Regions from separate parts of the Mus musculus genome. Here regions 2, 3 and 4 are each linked to region 1. Evidence: chromatin contacts called from public HiChIP or PLAC-seq and promoter capture Hi-C data. All regions are on one chromosome and are shown on one strand. Each heading gives the region's core, a stretch centred on a gene start, on an enhancer-like site or on the middle of the called end of the contact. The rest is flanking DNA. Distances are from core to core; before and after follow the strand shown.

Region 1 (3,218 bases), core at 501-3,000:
CTGGTATTTTGGGGCTAGAGAGATTGCTCAGTGGTTAGGAGTATGGACTATTCTTGCAGAGGATCTGAGTTCAGTTTCTAGCACCCACATTGGGAGGATCATGGTACTTCTATGCTCAGTTTCAGGGGGTCCTACACCTCTGGCCTCTGAGGGGACTTGTAGCACACACATATATTCATCTACATACATACACATACAACTTAAAAAAGAAACTCTGATACTTTTATTCTAGTTTTTTTGTGAATCAGAAGGCAGAAACAACTTTATTATTTTAAATAATCTAAATTTATTACCAGTGAAGATATTCAGTTATTACCAAGTAAGTGCACCGTAAATAACTTTTATGCCCAAAGTACAAGTGATAAAATTGTTTAATATTTTTCATGTTGTACTTAAAGCTTTTGACTTCATAGTTTTTGTTTTTATATTCCATTTTGGCCTTTGTAATCTATTGCCAGATAAAAGCTAACTCTATAAAAGGCTAGTTGTTCAAAATTCAGTCTTTAATGTTTGGCAGTAGGCTAAATGAACACAAGGCCAATATACTGAAGGATGTCATGGCTTGCAAGAAATCTTTGGAAGTGTCAACACTGTTCAGAGGAAAATGGGAGCGTAATTAAGCTAAGTCAGAGATGGGCTATGTCGATATGAGGAATAAACACGGAGTAAACCACTAAGAGACTATTTGCAAAGGAGGGAAGAATCTTACACATTACAGAACTGGTACACACTAGGAGGTGGTGATCGGCAATGGCGTCATGACTGACTTTCTAAAGCATGATTTTGCTCTTACTCATTCTTGTGGCCAGACTAAATGGCAAAGTCTGCTTCAGTATGAATTTCTTGAATAAGCTATAGCTTTCAATCTTGATAGTAAATTAGGATGCAGAAACTTTTAGGAATAAAAATGCTTAAGTCACATCCAAGACCAAAAACAGCTCTCTGAACTTATGGGATGAAGGTATCAATATTTTGTTTTAAAGTTCTCCAAAGCATGCAGCACCGGACATAATATTTTGGTAATATGTGCTTCTACACCTAGAATTCCTTTTAAAATATAAGTGAATTTTTTTTTTTTTGAAAACTTGTGCTGGTATGTATAGTGGGCGTTAAAAACTTTATTGCATATTAATATGTAGACTAAAGTCAATCTTTTTTTTGTGAAAAACAAGAAAGCTAAGGAAAGAAAATCATCCTGTAATTCAGATAATGCTATTCGTCGTGTATGATTATTACAAACAAAGTAGTTTCGTAAACTATGCATACTGAAATCTAATGCAACTCTAGGCGCGCTGCCTCTCGCTACCGCATCGTGACTGAGGTCAAACACAGGAGGGAAAAATCTTCTGAGGCGATGTTAAGGGAATGCAAAATGCAGAGTAGCTCCAGACCAACTCAATAAATAGTTACGAATATTTAAACGTTTTTATTTTTAAGGGCAGAGCTTAACAACTATTCTTCCCCAGCATATACTGCCTGCTACCCGGGCTTGCCACTCCAGGCGGGGACTAGGTAAGGCTGAGCAGCCCTAAGCTCCCACGTGTTGGGCGAGGAGGGCCGTGACGCTCCCAAGAGCCTCTTCCCCACGCCGGAGTTCTCAGGCCCAATACTTGCGTTGGAGATCGGCGCGGTGGCTGCGTCCGGAGCGGAATGGGAGAAGGCCCCGGCGGCGACCTGTCTTTCCTTGCACGTAGGATTGTAGTACTTAGGTTCCCAAACGCAACCCGGGCCGGGCAGGTGGGGCGGCGCCTTGATTCTGCGTCACTTGGAGGGCGGGGCGATTGCAAGACGTCATCAACCCGGCACTTGCCAACATGGAAGGTGGAGACAGCACAATTTCCGTAGCAGGCCGTGGGGCTTCGGGTTCCGCAGTAGTGGCGGCGACCGTGCAGGCGATCCTGCAGGACGGTAAGGCGTCGGACGGTGGCCCGGCCTGGGTCGCCCTGCCTTGCGCAGAGTCCGAGAATCCTACCGGTCACTTTGCACAAAGTTTTCCTGTCTGGACTTGGCCACTCCCCTCCGCCCGGCCCCCTGGCGTCCGGGATTGTCCTGGTCCCCCAGTTTCACGGGGAACGTGTTCCTCTCTTCCCGTGGGTGTCTTGGGGAAAACACCTGGTGTCTAGTTGCTGGGGTTTGCACTGGATCATGATGCGCCCGGGACATCGCTGTAGTTCCTGCACGACGTGGTCGGGGCTGATAGCCGCTACTGCTGCTCAGTTCCTGACCAAGGATTGCACTGTCCGTGCCCAGAAGTGTGAACTCACCCTAGGTGACAGACCGCTCGCTGCTTAAGGAAAGGGATGGAGGATGCAAAATGTGGAGTTGGAAATTTCCGTGTTCAGTTCTTGGGCTATGCAGGTGCCTCTGTTATCCATACATGTCGAGTACTGAAGTCAGGATTACTGGTAGTTTGAAGAGAAATTATCCCAAGTAAATTAACTATATACCTTTCTATAGTATAGTACGCTTGAAAGTCAAGTTCGGTTGTATTAATGCTCAATCTGAGAGACAGAACAAAATTCAGTTTGCTAAAGGTATTAGGCCTTAATCATCCCATCTTTTCTCTAGTTGACACTAAGTTCTTTCATCTATTAAAAGCGTTTGCATTTATCACCTTAATTGCTTCCGAGGCCCTTGCGCCTCCTCCTCCCCAATCCCCTTCCCCCTTGTTTTTGAGACAGGGTTACTCTATGAAACCCTGACTGTTTTGGAACTCCCTGTAGATCAGTCAGTCTAGCCTTGAACTCACAGAGATACACCTGCTTCTGTCTACCACCTGCTGGGATCAAAGGCTACCAAGCCAAGCATAGGAACCTCTTTTTATATTCCACAGAGTTAAAAGCAGTATTCTGCATACAGTAGGAACAGATTTTTTTTTTTAATTTTCCACATAAGAGTGGCTTAAAGGATCAAACTGAAATTTAAATTATGGTGTTTTCCCTGATTGTTGAATATTTTATATCTTTTTAATAGATATTTTATATCTTGTCAAGACTAGTGATGTTTTTCAGAGTTAGGTTGTGGTATATTCTTAGAGTTTCTGCCTGATGCACCTCATCTTTGTGTCTTAATTGAAATTTAAATTTAACCAAGTTTCAAAATCCTGAAACGAGTGTGTGTGTGTGTGTGTGTTTAATAGCTGTCCAGCCTTTGAGCTTAAACTGAACTTAAAACTATGCTTGCTTTTTTCCTTCTGTGGTTTCAAATACAATTAAGTA
Region 2 (3,469 bases), core at 185-2,684, 170 kb after region 1:
GGTCACCAGTCACCTAGGGTGGGCGCTCTTACTCACTGAGCTATCACTGTCGTGATTTGTTTTAAATTTTTCTCAGTGTGATATATCTACTCCCAGAGCCTTTAGCATAATACAAATATCTTAAACTTTTTAAGTATAATGTTTTTATTCTTTGAAAGAAGTTTTAAGCTTATACAACTTAGATACCACTCTGTGGCTTTTACTCCTGCTCTTTTGTTAGATTGCCTTCCTTGTGTCTCAGACATTGTATTTTACCTGGCTTGGTGCTGGTGGCCTTTGCTGTCTTTAAGAGCTCTTGCTGTCTGCTTCAGACACAGATCGAACCTTCTGAGACTTATTTTAAGATCTATTAGCAAAGTTGGAGCAGTGATCAATCTAGGAATAATTCCTTCCTGATTCAGATGTAGAACTTTTGGCACCTTTCCACATCCCTGAGGTGCGCGCCATCAGGCTCCCAGCCAGGCTGTAAGGAACAGAGATTATTTCCAGCCCTGTGTGACTAACAGATTTTTCCCCTCTACTGTTTGGGGTGGCTGTTTATCCTCTAGGGCTGAAAATCACAACATGCTGGGATGAATTTTGCCACGTACTCTGGGTGGACCCTTTGCAGGTCTTTTGAGATAGTGTAGCTTTCCCCTCTCTGTACGTCCTTCCATAGTCTGTTGTGCAGGTCTGTTAACCCCATTCCTGTGCTGTGGCCTGGAAATTCCTTCCAAAAGAGTAAGCAGGAAGACTCTGTTTCTTGCCTTTCAGAGATCACGTCATTTGTTCTGTGATATAAAATGTCTTAGAAAAACCACTGTTTCAAAGATTGCATCCACTAACGTATGCAGTCATATAGGAGGGTCAGTTTGGCTCTTGTGTACCATCTTAACCAGTCAGAAGCTGAAGTCCCTAATCTAGTTTTATTACCACTTACCACCACCACTATTTAACCTTTATTAGATTTATTTATTTATGATGGTTGTGAGCCACTGTGTGGTTGCTGGGAATTGAACTCGGGACCTCTTTAAGAGCAGTTCGTGCTCTTAACAGCTGAGCCATCTTTCTAGCCCCCCTGTTGAGCCATCTTATCAGATTCCCTATGTAGTATAAAAGGTAGTGGTGCTATTGGTGGTGGGAGGTGTGTGTGGAGAGGGAGACAGAGACAGACAGACAGACAGACAGACAGACAGACAGAGATTTTGTTCATCTTTGTTTGCCTGTCTTACTTTCTTTACCCATTCTAGATCTCAGTACTGGCCATCCATCCATTCTGCTTTACCTCATTTTGTTCTCACTGAGTAACCAACCCTCTGAAGGCAGGACAGTGTCCCATTCAGAAGCTCAGATTCTGAAGCCTTTTCTTCCACGTTAGAGCTGGGTTCCCCTTGACCTTGAGCAGCTGCCTGGACTTTCCTCCTCTCCCTCGGCTGTGCGTCCACTCTTGCTCAGTCTCCTCTCCCTCGGCTGTGCGTCCACTCTTGCTCAGTCTCCTCCCCCTCGGCTGTGCATCCTCTCTTGCTCAGTCTCCTCTCCCTCGGCTGTGCATCCGCTCTTGCTCAGTCTCCTCCTCCTCGGCTGTGCGTCCTCTCTTGCTCAATCTGCTTTGGAGAAAGCTCTTACCAGCACCAGTGGTGCTTTGCTTTCTGCCTTGGAGTTCTGGTTTCTCCTTGAATGTAAACTTACATTTTCAGTCTAATCACAACCAATACAAGTCTTCCTCTTTAGTTACTGTTTATTCTCCTTTTGTCCTCTTCTCTCTTTCTCATGAGAGTGATTTCTACTTTTGTCTTCATTTCCATTCTGTCCATTTCCCAGCTAGGTGTAACTAACAGGTCTGACTATCTTCCACGATTTTATTGAAACTGTTCTCATTAAGGTTACCAGTGACCTACTTCTTAATTGTGAAATTCAGGGTATGTTTTTCAGTTCTTACCTCTTGGGGCCATCTGTTTGTGAGTCAAAGAAGCTACTGAGAGGACATATAATTATTTTAGGCAGAGATTCTCATTAATATTTCACATTTAGAGTAGTCTGTATCTTCTGATATCATTATTACTTTAATAACTTCCTTGGGGAGAATTCCAAAGTAAGTCGTTTGTCAAGCATCTTCCATGTTTTAGCGTGCATGGTCCCTGTAGTGTGCTGTAGAGCTTCTTCACATTCTAGGCAAGCCTTGTTAAGGAATGGAGCCATCTGCAGAGTTGAAGATTACAGGCAATGTAACAGATTGTCTTAAGTAATATTTTGGCAGAATGTATCTAAGGGGAATTTTCCTAGGAACATGCTCTTACTGATTATGCATGTTCATGCTTGGCAAAAATAGTCTACTAGAAAGTATAGTTCTTGGGTTTGAACAAACAATAAAATTAAATTTAGTTTATTCAAAAGTAAAATGCTAAACCTGTAACTATGAAGATAAAATTATTTAATATAGCAAGTCCTTTTCATTATCTGTGGGTCGTGATTAGTTGCAAAATATGGTTTCTAAGCCTTTTGTCTATTCTTTTCTCTTGTAGTTTCCAGATAAAAATATTGACTCAGCAAACTATTGGTATGATCTATATTTTTTTTAAAGATTTATTTATTTATTATATGTAAGTACACTGCAGCTGTCTTCAGACACTCCAGAAGAGGACATCAGATCTTGTTACAGATGGTTGTGAGCCACCATGTGGTTGCTGGGATTTGAACTCTGGACCTTCGGAAGAGCAGTCGGGTGCTCTTACCCACTGAGCCATCTCACCAGCCCCATGATCTATATTTTTAAGTTTCAACAGAAACAAGCAAAGTGAACATACTTTTTTTTTCTCATTTGAGACTTTCCAGAATTTTTCATCATAAAAAATGTTTCATTATTCTCCATAGCCCATATTAATAATTTATCTGCTGTGTCTAATTACCACCACCACATGAATATTTGCCCCATAAAACAAGGAGTGCTCTTCATGAAAGTGGCATCTCCAATGGCTAGTGAATCACATGACCCACAGCAGAGATTTAGTAAATAGGACCTGGCAGACAGAAATAAGAGGGAAGGGATGACGGAAGATGCTGTGTCCTTTCATGAAAACTTAGTATTTAAAAATGGTAGGGGGTTGGTGTAGAGGTGGCTCAGTGGTTAACAGTATTGGCTGCTATTCCAAGGTTTGACTCCTAGTTTATGTTATATCCAGGTTTAGTGGTATATACCTTTAATCCCAGTACCCAGGAAGCAGAAGCAAGTAGGTTTCTGTGAGGGAAACTTGGTCTACATAGTGAGTTCCAGGCCAGTCAGTGCCACAAAGTAAGACCCTGTCACAAAGAAAAGAAAGAAAAAGGGAAAAACAAACAACAAATGTTATGAGACTTAGAACAAATAAGGTAGCTAATAAATATGACTGCTTTCTTTTTGGTCTTTTTTAATATTAGAACATTTGGAAGGCATAGGTGAGACGATCAGAAGTTTTGGCCACCCTGAACCACACTTCACCTTGTCTTAAACAAC
Region 3 (3,381 bases), core at 364-2,863, 220 kb after region 1:
GAGAGCTAGCTAACATGTTTTAATAAACACAGAGCCATTTCATTCTAACCACCATGTGATATGTGGCATTTAATCACTCTGTAACGGTTATTCTGGTCCATTTCTGGTGAGTTTGTCTCTTTGCAGATAGTGACAGTGTTGCTAGGGTTATATATGGGAATGTGTCACATCTCTTTTATTCTGTGGGTTTGATGCTCTCTCAGGGAATATTCCAGATTGTTGAGGCTCTGATATTTTTATAATCATGGCTATTTTAAGAAATTCTTTTAAAATGCATTACAGACATTGCTGGTTTGTAGAGAGCATATGGAATGTACCATGATCTCCTTCTGTTTCCTTTTGTAATTATTTATTTATTCACGCTTATCTTTAATATAATGGCGTTCCCAAAATGATTTCTGTTCCCCCGATTTCTAATGGCCCTATGTGGAAAGCTCACCAGTTATAAAGGCTTCATTAGTTACTTAAGCCGAGAGTTTTATTTCTTACTTTCTGGTAGTTGTGCTGTTTCTCCACATTTTATTTCTCTAGCTATGACCACTCGTCATGTACTCAATAGAACTGAGCTAGTGAGCTCCTGACCTAAAAGAAATTACTCATATTTTATTATTTTAAGTATAGTAGTAGCTATAAAGTTCATAATAATGCTAGCTTACAGATTTTCATAAATGACCTTTGCCAAATTAAACAAAATGTATATTTCTAATTTTCTGAAAAATTTAAATTAGCAACTGTATTGTTATTTTCTTAAACAACTGAAGTCATATTGCAGTCTTGTCCCTTTTATTCTGTTAATAAGATACATTACAGCAACTTATTCTAAATCTCCTGCAAAGGTCTTGTCTTGATGTAGTGCCCTTGTTATATATTTCTATGTTTGGTTTACTTAAAATTTATTACGAGTACTTATGTCTCTATTCATAAAAGATATTGGTATAGAATTTTCTTCACCATTACCTTAGTCTTTGACCAGTATAGGACTGGTCTCACGAGGTGAATTTAGAAGGCTTTCTTTCTTTTTGCCCTTTCCCTCCAATGTTAGGTTTCATACTGAAGCCATCTGAGCTACACTTTTCTTTGTAGGAAGGTTTGGGAGTACAGATTTAGCTGTTTAATCGATAAGTGGCCATTCGGTTTATTTATTTACCTTGGGATGAGTTTTGATACTGTGACTTGCCAGGCATTTGTCTGCTCACCTAAGTCATCCAGTTTGTCAGCATAATGTATCTAAGAGTCACTGTTCTTTAACATTGTAGGACTCTTGGTGAAAGCCTCAACATTTTATATTGTTGATCTGTTTCCTTTTTTAATAGTTATCTAGTCAGGATTCTATAAACTTTGTTATCTTCTAAATAACAACAGCAACAACAAAGCCATGAATTGCCCACAGAACCCGGAAGATGCTGTCAGACCCCTAGAAATGGAGTTACAGATAGGTGCAAGCGCCATGTGGGTGTTGGGAATCAAACCCAGGTTCTCTGGAAGAGCAGTGAGTGTTCTAAATCATTGAACAATCTCTCCAGTCCCTCTACTTTATTTTTAAAGACAGAATCTCTCACTGAACCTAAAGCTCATCCATTGGCCAGGCTGTCTGACCAGGGAAGCCCAGAGGTCCTCCTGCCCCTCGCCGCATCCCTCCACCTAGCACTGGATTTACAGATCCAAGCTACCTAGCAAGCTTTCCACAGACACTGGAGATGCAAACTCAGGCCCTTGTTCTTTGTGGGAGGTGTTTTAACCACAGACCATGTCCCAGCCCTCGCATTCTGTCTTTGACTTGTTTTTTTTTTTTCCCCTTGTAACAGCCAAAATAAACTAATGTGCACTTACACTAACATGCAAACCCTTTGAAGCACCGCAGTTGTGATCATTTGTACTTTCATCTTCATTCTGCCTCAAGTATTTTGAAATTTCATTTGTCATTTCCTCCTTCAGTTGTGAATTATTTCGAAGCTTGTTTTTTCATCTCCAGGTTTGTTTTTGTTGTCAGATGTATTTTCCTGATTTCTGACTTCACTGTTGTCAGCCAGCTTGGGTGCTGCTTGTCCTGAGAAATGTCCTTAGCCTGTTTTCTGACTTGCATTCTTGTATGACTGTTTATATTTCTATTGTAGATGGGAGCGGTGCACTTAAGTGTGGCTTTTCTAGCTCTGAATGTGGTTTATTTATAAATTAACTATGTACATGATGATAATTTATAATTATTGATTGTACTGTCAGATCATTAGTCAAGTTAAATAACAAGTGTGAAGAGATTCCTTGTCTCCTAACATCTTGTGTTTGTCCTATCAATTGCTGAGATAGAGTCAAAATCTTTTAAGAAAGATACCTTTCTTATTTCTTTAATTCTATCAATTCTGTGTCCTCGATTTTGGAAGTCTCTATGGCTGCATTGTTGAAGGTCTGTTATGGATGTATTTATTATTATTCTTTAATGAACTGACACTTTCACTATTACAAAATACCCTCTTTACCTTATTGCTTTGCACTCTGTGTTAACTAACAACAATCTAGTCTGTGTATGCTAATGTTTGCACGGTGTGTTTCCTATAAATTTGCATTGAATGCCTCTGTGTACTTTTGAAGTGCATCTCTTACAAACAGTATATAGCTGAGTCTTGTTCTTTTGTCTATGGTAGTAATCTCTGTCTTTTGTGGAGTACTTAGTTAATTATCAATGTAATTATTGCCTAGGATTTAATTGGTAAATTGTTTAGTATTTGTTTCTCTTTTAGCTTTACTCATTTCTGTCTTTTTCTAGATGCTTATTTGTTTGTTTGTTTGTTTTTAAATTTTTTTTGTTTCACTGAAGCTGGGTCATATAGGGATTAGAGAAGCTGGGGGAAGGGAAGTCCCAGACCAGTCCCTGGACTGGAGAAGGTAATGTTAGATGCCCCCACACACACATGTACACACACACATACACACATGCACCACCACCACCAGCAGCCAGAGGGTTAACAGGTAGAGACTGAAGGAGTCTGGGGGAACCTGGAGGCCATCATCAGCTTTGACATATTAATAGGCATCTCAGCCTCTTGTCCTGGGTTTGAAACCTAACATTCCAGACTTTTTTTTGTTGTTGGTTAAGGAGCCATATAATCTCTTCTATGGTTGATTCCCACTGAAATTGGGGCAAGAAAGCTAGAATGATATCAAAGGACTGGCTGCAGACATCTTTGGAGACCTTCAGGGTACAGATTCTGAAGGAACACCTTGGGAGGCCTGCTGTAGGCAGCCTTGGAGGTCTGCAGTTGAAATCTGCTGGAATAGAGTCAATCTCATAGCAGCAAACTTCCTTTTTTGGAAGGTGTTTTGTTGTTGTTTGTTTGTTTGTTTTTGCCAGAAATATTTTTTATTGTAGTTTGTCTTGAGGAATGT
Region 4 (3,230 bases), core at 511-3,010, 250 kb after region 1:
ATCCTGCCATACATTTGCATGCAAACCTAGGAATTCAAGCTTATATTATACATGTATATGCAGAACCATATATGTACATTTCATGAAACAAGACTGACCCTCATTTTGTATAGTATTCTCTGACATGTCTACTTGGTTATTTTAGCCTACAGTGGTTTTAGGATCCACTGATGTTTGGTTCCAAAGCTTTCCTTTGCCTCCCAGGGCCCTGACTCCTGAGTGGGCAGTGTTCTCTTCTTCTCTCCAAACCCTGAGATGAAACCATGTGCCCTTTCTCCTGGGAGCTCCTTGCTGCAAACAGTGCCGGGCTCCCAAGACCACAGGCATATAAACAGGATTGCATCCTGCTTACAGAGCACCCCACATACTTGAATTAAATGAAAAATGCAATAGGGATTGAAAAGTACCAAAATAATCCTACTGATATGTCATTCTACAGAAATCTACTGAATTGATGCTGGCTCGTAGTTATTTGATCAGACTAGGGTAATAGTATTAAACTAGATTAACAATTAAAATAAAACCACAGTATCATTTAGGGTGTTCAAACCCAGGCCTGCTATATAAAGAATGTGTTTGAGGCTCGAGGAGAGGGGAGCTGTGAATAGGTAGGTGGCTCTGCTTCTGCCACTGCTGCCATTGAGAAAAGACAGGTTCTCACAACTTCTCTGAGCTTGCACGGAGAGGGGTGCTTTGCAAAGCTTTCCTGTGGGATATGCAGATATAGAAAGCTAGCTCTGAGGTCTGTTTCCTGGGCTTCACAGGGACGTGTACTTTATCCAGGAGAGTGTACTAAACCCCGGAAGAAATCTCTTGTAATCACCTAATCATAGGCCCTCCCCCTCTCCCCTCCCCCTTTCCCTTTTTTTTGGGGTATGTTGGTGTTTGTTTGTTTGTTTGTTTTGATTCGGGTTTTCTGTTGTAGCCCTGGCTGTTCTGGAACTAGCTCTATAAACCAGGCTGGCCTCAAACTCAGAGATCTGCCTGCCTTCCTGTACCTCCACAGTTCTGGGATTAAAGGTGTCACCACCACTGCCAGCCCTAGGACCCATGATTTTTAACCTCCATCCTTTCCATTGTTGCTGAGCCCTCTAACAAGAGCTAGCCATCAGCCAGTAGCCCTCTGCATGCTGAATCTTGGCTATCATTTACAGGTCATTCGAAGTTACTGTTCCACCATGTCCAGGTGAATAATGGACAATATTGGATTGGCTCTTAAAATTTTATAAAAACAAAAACAAAAATATTCCCTAATATAACACTGAATTAAGAACAAATCAAAAAATAAATAAAAACAGGCTACGAAGGAGATGGTTGCTGTGGCCCACTGTACCATAAACACTGCTATGTGTTAGTATGGAGAAGGGAAGCAAAACAAACTAACAAGTAAACAGGCATCAAAGCCTTGTCCTTTACATCAGCAATGGTTTATTTTTTTCAAATTTCCTACTTCAGCTTTACTTTTTAGTGAGAAAAGCCAATTCCTCATATTGTTATCCCATCTAGAAATAGTAGAAGAGTTAAAGAATAATATAACATCCCTGAAAATGTTTCCTAACAAGGTAGGAGGCAGGGCAGCCAGTTACTCAGGCATATTATGGAATCCACAGGCGGCCTCATTCTGAGCAGTCTGAGTTAGAGGCCTTGGAGCAGGAGAGGGCAGCAGGGACTCCTTTGCCAGGGAGGAGGAGAGTGCCAGCTTAAGATCTCAGCTACAGGGCTGCTCCTCTCCCACCCCCCAAAGCCCTAGCAAGCTCTCCCTTTCCACAGCATGCTGCCATCTGCCTCTGGGCACTCTCTCTGATGGTAACATCAGTGGACTAGGTAATTAAGCCAGCAAGCTTCTTGCATACATTTACATTTTGCTGTCTCCATTAGAGTCCCTCAGGCAGCAAAAACCTTTTCATAGTTGGGCAGAATGCTGCCTCAGAAAAATGCTGACATTCCTGATCTGCCCCTGCAGGCTTTGCATTTCCTCATGTGACACGTGTGTCAGAATTGTCAAGACCCCATTCTTGCCTGCCTCTCTGCAGTCTGACATTAACCCCTGAGCACCAGATGCCTGAAGACTCTGACTCTTCATTGTCAGTTTGGATGCCCGTGTAGATCTGCGAGCTGACAGAGAAAAGCCCAGAGACACTGGTTCTAAAATACAGAGCCTGCCTTCCAGCAGGCCCCATCACCTTACCCCTGAAGGGACAGTTTCCTTCTGAAGTCTGCAGCCTGCATTGCTGGAACCTTCTTTATCTTAGTTTATTAGATCAGTGAAAACAGTGAGGAACTGGGGCTGTGCTATGCTGGAGCTTTTAGATAGGGAGGGAGAGAGGGCGAGAGAGCTCCAGGCTCAGGAAGAGGGGAGCGAGCAGTAACTAAGATAGATGCTGCTTTGTGCTGGCTTTCCTTTCAGGGAGATTGATTGACACCACCTTTCTAAGGCCCTGATCTATTGACCATACAAGTGCTGCTATATCTCACCAGGTAAAGAAGACCACGTCTATATTAATAAAGGAAATAATTCATCAAGAAGATATAACAATCATAACTATATATTGTGCCAAATGTAGGAACTCTATCATGAGTACTGTATTCCAGAAAAATGGAGGAGCATGTGTTTTTCCATAGTGTAAGAGTTTATTGAGTAACAGTACACTACTACTTGCATCAGTTTGCCAGTCTTCCTACCTTAGCTGTCTTCCTGCCTTAGCTGTCTTCCTACCTTAGCTGTCTTCCTACCTTAGCTGTCTTCCTACCTTAGCAGTCTTCCTACCTTAGCTGTCTTCCTACCTTAGCTGTCTTCCTACCTTAGCTGTCTTCCTACACCTTAGCAGACTGGCTGAGGTGAATGCAGGCTCTTTTATTCCAGTCTTAATTACTAAGACTAACTCAAATCTTAATTGTTAATATTAACTCTTATATCAGAACACACAGGATACAATAAATGTATCTATATAGAGCTACACATATATGTGATTTGCAGAACCTATACAAGGTAAAGAGGCTATACAGTAATACTATAGGAACTTTTCAGGAATGGGTGGATTGAAATGTATAGAGATAAGATGCGTAAGTGTTTATAGATAAGATTAATATATTGATTAGATAACAAATCCAAACTAGCCTTGGGGAAGAAGCTATTGCTGCTGTAAAGATCAGGCCTTGAAAGAGCCAGCTGCAGAGTCACAAGAGCAGAGCCCAGTGTGTAGCAGGAGCAGGGGCTAAGTCCGAGGGAC

The links. Promoter capture Hi-C pulls out the DNA fragments that hold promoters and counts their contacts. HiChIP or PLAC-seq counts read pairs in DNA pulled down with a chosen protein or histone mark.
Region 2: a contact with region 1 is called in a promoter capture Hi-C map of hippocampal neurons, with 2.0 times the contacts expected there. The contact joins the enhancer-like site here to the promoter of Dus4l in region 1. A contact is called at or near these places in 3 of 39 promoter capture datasets (the 3T3-L1 cell line, cranial neural crest and hippocampal neurons), 1 of 115 datasets of contacts at active chromatin or transcription factors (CD8 T cells) and 2 of 9 other capture datasets (liver and pancreatic islet).
Region 3: a contact with region 1 is called in an H3K4me3 HiChIP or PLAC-seq map of the SCID.adh cell line, with 10 read pairs. The contact joins the enhancer-like site here to the promoter of Dus4l in region 1. A contact is called at or near these places in 3 of 39 promoter capture datasets (the C10 cell line, the HPC-7 cell line and liver), 2 of 115 datasets of contacts at active chromatin or transcription factors (the SCID.adh cell line and embryonic forebrain) and 1 of 9 other capture datasets (adipose tissue).
Region 4: a contact with region 1 is called in an H3K27ac HiChIP or PLAC-seq map of SST interneurons, with 3 times the contacts expected there. The contact joins the enhancer-like site here to the promoter of Dus4l in region 1. A contact is called at or near these places in 6 of 39 promoter capture datasets (3T3-L1-derived adipocytes, cranial neural crest, hippocampal neurons and 3 more), 1 of 15 datasets of contacts at CTCF or cohesin (the NIH/3T3 cell line), 6 of 484 Hi-C or Micro-C datasets (cerebellar granule neurons, cerebellum, cerebral cortex and 2 more), 19 of 115 datasets of contacts at active chromatin or transcription factors (the SCID.adh cell line, SST interneurons, VIP interneurons and 12 more) and 3 of 9 other capture datasets (adipose tissue, liver and pancreatic islet).

Annotation. Positions count from the first base shown.
Region 1 is chr12:31,653,076-31,656,293 of GRCm38.p6, forward strand. It overlaps Dus4l (dihydrouridine synthase 4-like (S. cerevisiae)), which reads right to left and starts at 1,751. Exons shown (of 7, transcript NM_028002.2): 1 at 1,615-1,751. Cog5 (component of oligomeric golgi complex 5) reads left to right here and starts at 1,794. Exons shown (of 23, transcript NM_001163126.1): 1 at 1,794-1,908. The coding sequence starts at 1,815.
Region 2 is chr12:31,824,552-31,828,020 of GRCm38.p6, forward strand. The region is part of intron 11 of Cog5 (component of oligomeric golgi complex 5); the gene reads left to right. Among named protein-coding and RNA genes, the nearest start is that of Gpr22, 110 kb to the left of the region's middle. Within about 2 kb of position 1,435, at least 46 of the 459 cell types and tissues checked have an H3K27ac peak or open chromatin away from gene starts, as enhancers often do. A contact at or near this core is called in hippocampal neurons, where this site is marked.
Region 3 is chr12:31,872,443-31,875,823 of GRCm38.p6, forward strand. All of the region lies in intron 16 of Cog5 (component of oligomeric golgi complex 5), which reads left to right. Among named protein-coding and RNA genes, the nearest start is that of Hbp1, 76 kb to the right of the region's middle. Within about 2 kb of position 1,614, at least 9 of the 459 cell types and tissues checked have an H3K27ac peak or open chromatin away from gene starts, as enhancers often do. A contact at or near this core is called in the SCID.adh cell line, where this site is marked.
Region 4 is chr12:31,904,086-31,907,315 of GRCm38.p6, forward strand. All of the region lies in intron 19 of Cog5 (component of oligomeric golgi complex 5), which reads left to right. Among named protein-coding and RNA genes, the nearest start is that of Hbp1, 45 kb to the right of the region's middle. Within about 2 kb of position 1,761, at least 54 of the 459 cell types and tissues checked have an H3K27ac peak or open chromatin away from gene starts, as enhancers often do. A contact at or near this core is called in SST interneurons, VIP interneurons, cerebellar granule neurons and 9 more, where this site is marked.